Regions from separate parts of the Gossypium hirsutum genome. Here region 1 is linked to region 2. Evidence: chromatin contacts called from public Hi-C data. All regions are on one chromosome and are shown on one strand. Each heading gives the region's core, a stretch centred on a gene start, on an enhancer-like site or on the middle of the called end of the contact. The rest is flanking DNA. Distances are from core to core; before and after follow the strand shown. Region 1 holds the start of LOC107922106. Region 2 has its middle 48 kb from the start of LOC121213623.

Region 1 (3,937 bases), core at 492-2,991, 210 kb before region 2:
TCGTACGTAAAACATCAGTTTGAGATATACACAATGACAAAATCATTATCCACTGTACAGGTAAGACAGACAGGAAACTTCTCCCTACCTGGTCTTCACAATTACAATATCACATGATGGACAATCTGTCCAGAAGAACCCCAGTATACTCTCTGACTCGGATTTGCACCTGTGAGTGAAAGTTTCCCCTGTTTCTCTATGCCAAAATTGTATAGAAATATTGGACCGTTGGACTGCTATAATCTTTTCATCTAGAGAAAACCGGACAGAACAGATAGGCCCTTCAGTTATCGAATCAGTGATAGGGGCAGCAAGAGGAGAAAATGGAGCAGTTTTCCACGAAAAGATCTGTGCAAAAAAGAATGTAAAATATGGAACTGCAATATCTAAAAAGCTTCTACAATGTTATTTAAGTTCAGAACTATTAAACCTGGTCAGATGTAGGAGAGATGAGTAATTTATTTCCATCATCATAATAGAAACCTCTTGATCCAGGAATGTTGCAACGGAGAGGGGGATATTGTATGAAAACATGTGATAGAGCACCAGATCCCAGACCACCAACACTAGCTTGCGAACTTGAAGCTTTCCAGGCCATCTTTCTAAGGTTATCTTGTACTTTTAGCCTGAAAATGCAAATTGCTGGTGAATAATAACACTAATAAAGCACAAAAGATAGTATCAGTACAAAAGAAAGAATGTATCAGAGCTTAAAGACTAGCATCAAAGAATAAACAGAAAGGTTTATTGGGTTTACCTTATCATACAAACTGCAAACCCAAAGCTCCAAATATTACACCTTTCCCCGGAGCTATAAATCAAAAGAAAGTAGAAAACTAATTCTTAGCACAGTTTTTCAAGAAGGAAAAAGATAAGATCTTTGCAACCCAATTATCAAATACGGTGTATTTCTTTTTTAATATAAAAATATGTTCCTAAGCAATCCTAGAATATGGATACCGTATTCTGCATGCAAGTCTTTAGTGCAAGAAATTCTTTCAAACACATATCACGTTCAACTTCAGGAACTTTTGCTGCAACACAGGCCCCGTATTCATTCGCCTGAAAAGACAACATTGTAGTCGAAACAATGAGCTAACCACAAGCAGAATTAAACAGCAGGTTCAAGGTAATATCTTTCTGCAATCATATTTTTGTTCATTTTCAACCTCAAATTACTCATTCATGAACTTAAAGCGTACTGCAAACAAAAAAAGAAAATCCCGAAACTAGATGTAATGATACTAAATCAGTAGAACAAATTGAGACTTCATGGACAAACCTGTGCCGTACAATTCACTAAAATGCGTCTAAGTGGAGAGATTGTTTTCTTTTCTTTCATATCCACAGCTCTGATAAAGAACAAAAAAGTACATATATCATAATTTTAAAAACTTCAAAGATTGATAGGGTGGGAATCGTTCATGAATTGATGAAATTAGGGTTTTCAATTAAATTGATAAGAAAGACTGAAAATAAAAATAAAATCCAAGAACTGATTTAACTTTAAAAAACAAACTAATTAGCAGAATCTAAGACCGAAAAAAAAGAAAGAATTACCTGGGAAATTCAACATTTTTATCACGCGGGATTCAGGGAACAAAATTCTATGGTATCAAATCTAAAAGAATTGGGTTTTGATCGTTGTTGAATCGAGTTTACTTGTCAAACTACACCTAACGGTCTTTATCTGAAAATTAGGGGACACAAAACGCCGTCGTACGAGAGCCACCGCCCAAGTTTTGTTTTTAATTTCTTTTTGGGATTAGTTGAGATGTAATTTACCTCGAAACTTTATCCCATCCTACAACATTGTATTTTTTTTAAAGGGTAAACTATGTAATCAACCCACTATCAAAATTTTTTATTTTAGGCACCTAAAATAAAAATTTTGTAATTTAAGTAATCATATTATATAATTTGGTTATTTTAGTCACTTTCCTTAAAATCACAATCAATAACTTGGTATAACAATTTAAAAAATTGATATAATAACAAATTTAACCCTCAACTTTTACATATTATATCAATTTAATCATAATTTTAAAAAATTAACCCTCAAAATTTACAATTGATCTCAATTTGATTCTAATTCTAAAAAATTTAAAGAAATATGTAAAAATATATAAAAATAAAAAATATATTATTGACAAGAAATCATAATATATAAATTATAAAATTTAAAAATATATAAAATAAATAAATATTTTTAAAAATTATAATAATAAATTAAAATATTATATTAATATTAAAGAAACTGAAAATTCCCCACCCTACACTCATCCTTTCCCTTTTCCCTGGACCCATCCCTCTCCTTCTTTCCCGCACCATATATATGAATTAATATTAGAAACAGATTCTGATACAGATGATGAAGAATATATATTTATGTTTATTCTTAGGAATTTCTTCTAACTAATTATTAGAACTACTTCCTATATTGAACATAAATATATATATTCTTCATCATCTGTATAAGAATCTGTTTCTGATATTAATTCATATAATATTTCATCATGATTTATTTCCTTTTCAGAACATATTTCTAAATCTTATTCTTCAAGTATTTTAATCATTTTTCTTGCACTTTTTTTCCTTTATTAGGACAATTTGGTGCTATAGGGCATGCTTCATCACATATAAAACATTTACATAGTTTTTAGGATTTTTATAAATTTTCTTCTAACGAATTTTTTCTTCTTACCAGAATTTTTTATCTTATTTTGTGGTTTCCATCGAAATAGCTTATATCTCCTATTTTTCTTTTTATGTTTTCTATAAGTAATAGGATGTACTGATTTACATCCCAATTCTCATTCATTTTCTAGAATTTTTGTACAATGTTTATTACTTAATTTATGCTTAACTTGTTTAGAAGCTTTACTTTGTAAACAATAACTAGTTATTCTTTCCTTCGCAAAATTAATTCTATTTCCTATAGAGTCTATAGTTTCTTAATCCACACTAGATATTTTACTCTGTTTTTCTAAATAAGAGTCATACTTTTTTATACATATCTCATCCCATGGTGGTGGTAATTTATGGAAATATTATTTTTTTCCAAAATTCTATATTTTTATTTTTTTAGTTTTTGATATTCATGAAGAAATTTCTTAGAAAAATCTTCTAAATATCTAATTATCATATAATTTAATTTTTGACAAAGCATAACTAGATAGACTATCTTGATCTTTTTTATCAATATAGCCACAAAATTATGTTTTTAGAATATAAGTTAATCCTTTTAATACATCTTTGGGAGTTTGAATTTGATTGATTAACTGCCATTTTTGTTCTTTTCCTTTTTCAGATTCTTCCCATCTTCTTAAGAATTGTAGAACGTCTCCTTGAAATGTTCCAACAAAATAATTTAAAAAATTTTCTTTTGACCAAGTATTGTTGTTAACAACTATAGTCATAGATTGTGCCCAATCATCTATGGTTTTTTCATAGTATGCTATAGGAATATTTGTAAGATCTACATTCATCCTTGAGCAACATTTCTTTTATTTAGATCGTCTATCCTATATCGAATAGGTTGGGTAGACAACTCTCCTAAATTTTCAAATTTTATTTCATTAGTAGTAATATTTTCAGTTTGATTACCAAAAATTCTAGTTGTATTTTCAACTTGTTCATATTTTTTTATTAAAGGATCTTAAATAATTATCTTTTTAGAATATCCAAATCTAACTTTCTTTTTCCATTAGGATCTTGATGAGGATTACTTCACTTGAACTCAAATCATTGATTTGGATGTTTGACTCAAAATGCTTGAAGAAATTTGGATGACTTTTTTCCCAAATTTGAAAATTATTTCAAGAGATTTTAGAGAGAATTTTGGGAGAGAAAAGCTTTAGATCTATTTTTTGGAATTTGATTTATGAAAAAAAAATAAAAAAATGAGAGAAAAAGCTCTCAATTTGAGTGAAAAATG
Region 2 (3,629 bases), core at 531-3,030:
CATTGTCAAGATCATCCTTAATCAAGATTTAATCAGACATAAGCAAAAATCGATGAAATTAATCCCAGCACTGTATCTTCCTGTGCTAAATGATGAAGAACATAATAAACGGAATCAATGATAACAGAGACCGAGATAACAAATCTATATTTCAATCATATACATGCACAACAGATGAAGATAAACATCTCTTTTACTTCAATGATATATGATGACTCAAAGGGAAATAAACAGCAATAGAAAATAAACAGCAATAGAAACATGCAATCGGGGAAACTAACCTGTACTGACTTGATCGGGGCAGAGATATATGAAGAACAACCTGTAATCGGAAAAGGGGAAATCGATTAGGTTAACAGTGTAATAATCGATGAAGAAGTCACTGCACTAACAAGGCAGTGATTCGAATCTGCTAACATGCAGAAAAAAGCTAAAGACACTACAAGGCAGCCATTGAAACTAATTACAGAGAGAAAAAGAGAGTTAGCAAAGAAAAGAAAAGAAAAAAGAGAGTTGAAACTCATTACAGTGATTCCATTCCTTTACCTTTCAGTTGCAGTAACCTGGAGACCCACCAACTGAGAGCAATTGAAAGAGTGACAGAGAGAACAAGAAAAGAAAAAGGTCGATTGGTTGAGAAGGCAATCGAAAGAGTGGCAGAGAGAAAAAGAAAAGAAAAGAAATGGAGGGAGCAAATCGGCAGAAAAGATGCGTGACTGGGAGAAAATCGGCAGGAAAGAAAAGCAAAGAAACAAGGAAGGAAATCGGATGAAGGAACAGAAGAGAAACAAAGGGGATCGGGGGAGGGTAAATCAGGGAGGTGATGCTGAATCGGTAGCAAATCTGGGCAAAAGAGGGGGAATAGAAATCGATGGTTTTCACCGATTAGGAAGGTAATGGATTAAGTGCGTATTACCAATACATCAAACCAAATGACGTAATACACCCGAATTAGGTGGGGCCCACCGATTAGCGGTGTATTGGCTATGCCAATACACCAAACCAAACATAACGTAAATGGGTTATTCGACGATTCCCGAAATAGATTTCTTTTTTTACCCAATTTATCCATGCAGAAAATCATCTAAAACTCCAAAATTAAACAAAGAAAATCAATCAAAAACAACAACACTTTAATCTGAACATTGCAACAAGTAAACTATGGCAGAAAAAATAAAAAAACTTTATAACATTTATCTTTAAAAAAAGAGACTCAATAATCTCAATCTCAAACACTCAAACATAATACAAAGAAAAAAAAACAACCCATATATAGGAATACCTAAAGGAACTAAATTTGCTTAAATTTTTGAGTAAGTAACTTGCATGTTTCTTCATCTTTGCTACTGTTTGGTCTTTAAGGTAGAAAAGAAAGCCATGGCTGGTTACTTTTTGGGAATTTTGGAATCCAAAATTTCTAAGCATAACAAGTAGATAAGAATGGAAGGATAAATATTTTTATCATTTTAGATAAAATAAAAATGTTGGAATGGTGTTGCCCATCTGTTGGCTATTGAAGGAATAAAACGAGGGATACATCAATGCTTGCGAGACAGAGTTCCTGATTTTGTCAGAGAAGAAGTGGAAAGGGATCAAAGGGGAAGGCTCTCTGAACATATGTTTTCTGATTCAAGGGAGGGGAGTCTTGGGTGGATGTAGGATCTGGAAAGGACATTTTTGTAGGAGATGAAAGGTTGAAGAAGCTTGGGAAGGGGATTGATTAATCGATGTTTGTTGCTTTTTAGGAAAGTTTACTGCTTTTGTTTCATTAGCTGAAGCATCGGTGGCTTCTAGAGTTTTCTCCTAGATTGGGTTGCTGGGCTTTAGTTTGTTCTTGTTTCAGCCCACTTCTATTAATCTTTTATTTTTTGGGCTTTGTTTATTTTTGATTTATTTTTCTAAATAAAAGTCTAACATTATTCAAACAAAAAAATTGTTGGAATGAAGCAATTTTAAGAATAATTGTTGATGAAAAATTTTGGTGAAAGGGAAAAATAATCAGGGAAGAAAATGATGATGACTGGTACATTTTGGGATTTTTGTGGGTGGGCTTGGGTATTTAGTGGAATTTTATGGGTAAATTACACTTAAATCATTAAATTATTAATAAGTTTATATTTTGGTCATTCAATTTTAAAAAATTACAAAATGATCACTAAGTTTAATTAAAGGATATATTTTGGTTTTTTAATATTTTTAGAAAAATAAAGACATAATTATATTAAAAATGTTATTAATTGTATATTATTAAATTATATTTAATAATATTATTAAAATATGATTAAATTATTTATTTTTATTTTTATTAAAATTTAACAACAATAATATCTATTTAAAAAAATTCTATTAAGGGTGTTCTGGTCATTTCAGCTTTGTTCCTATACTATTATAACATTTATTCCATTCAACTAAACACAAGAATACTATTAGAGCTATATTTCATTTCATTCAACCAAACAATTGAATTACTAATTACAGTTCTATTCCATTACAGCTTTATTCCATTACAGTAAACCAAACGTGGTATAAGTGTCCTTTTCGGACCTCAATCTTGAGCAGCTATATCTATTGTCTTCAAATCTCTTACTCTTGACACTTCTACATGACCCCAATTCTTGCTCATTCTTCACTATTGGGTCTGTGTTCCCTTCAACTATGAAACGATCAAACAAGCTTTTAATGCCCTCCATTTCAAGCTTTTCCAGTTTTCTTCCTCCTACTCGAACAGTTTTCTGTATCTATTTAAGTGCATCATGGCATTTCTAGGATTGCCATACACACAAGTAAGCCCAAGAAGAGTAATTACACAATTTAATATATGCCAACAAAATCAACTTGTTTATTCAAAGGGTTAAAGGTAGGGGAGTGCAAAATTTGGGTAAAACCAAAAAAATTCGGTTAACCGACCAAATTTAGTTAATAGTTAATTCGATTCGAAACCGACCGGTTAAATGAATTTTTTTAGTTTAACCGAAAAAATTAATAAATAAAATTATAATATATAAATAGGCCCACTATTCACCTAAACCCAATCCAAACTCAAGTATCCAACGCAGCCTAATTACCCAACTCAACCCAATCATAAAAATTACAAATAATTTAATAAATAAAAATAAAATTCTAATACTAAAACTAAAACTAAAGTCTAAAAAAAAAAACATATAATTCGGGTAATTCGGTTAATTTGGTTAATTCTGGTAATTCAGTTAATTCGGTTAATTTTTAACCAAAAATAGAAAAATATAATTTTCGGTTAATTCGGTTAACCGACCGAATTAACTGAAAAATTTTTGGTTCGGTTAATGATTAAAAAATTTGAAAGGTCGGTTAATTCGGTTAATGTTATTTCGGGTCGGTTAATCGACTGAACACCCCTAGTTAAATGACTATGTATTTAACGGTTTCAAACTAGAAATATCAACTTAACAATTTTTAATTTTTTTGGTGAATTATAAGATGAGGATAAAGTTTTAATAGCAACGCGATTCAAATCCAAATCATATCTGAAGCGGGAAACACCTTAACCATTAAGCCACACATGATTCACTAACTTAACAACTTTTTTTTCTTTTAAATTCCATGTATGATGGGATAGGTTAGAAATCAAATTATAAAAAAATAAAAAATAA

The links. A called contact is a pair of places that touch in the nucleus more often than the background predicts.
Region 1: a Hi-C map of leaf shows a contact between it and region 2, with 2.9 times the contacts expected there. The contact joins the promoter of LOC107922106 here to the enhancer-like site in region 2. A contact is called at or near these places in 3 of 34 Hi-C or Micro-C datasets (all in leaf).

What each region holds. Positions count from the first base shown.
Region 1 is chrD01:30,349,060-30,352,996 of Gossypium_hirsutum_v2.1, reverse strand. LOC107922106 reads right to left here and starts at 1,741. Exons shown (of 16, transcript XM_016851953.2): 1 at 1,561-1,741; 2 at 1,283-1,352; 3 at 961-1,062; 4 at 758-811; 5 at 431-626; 6 at 89-348. The coding sequence starts at 765.
Region 2 is chrD01:30,143,627-30,147,255 of Gossypium_hirsutum_v2.1, reverse strand. No RefSeq gene overlaps it. Among protein-coding and RNA genes, the nearest start is that of LOC121213623, 48 kb to the left of the region's middle. Within about 2 kb of position 1,780, at least 7 of the 9 cell types and tissues checked have an H3K27ac peak or open chromatin away from gene starts, as enhancers often do. A contact at or near this core is called in leaf, where this site is marked.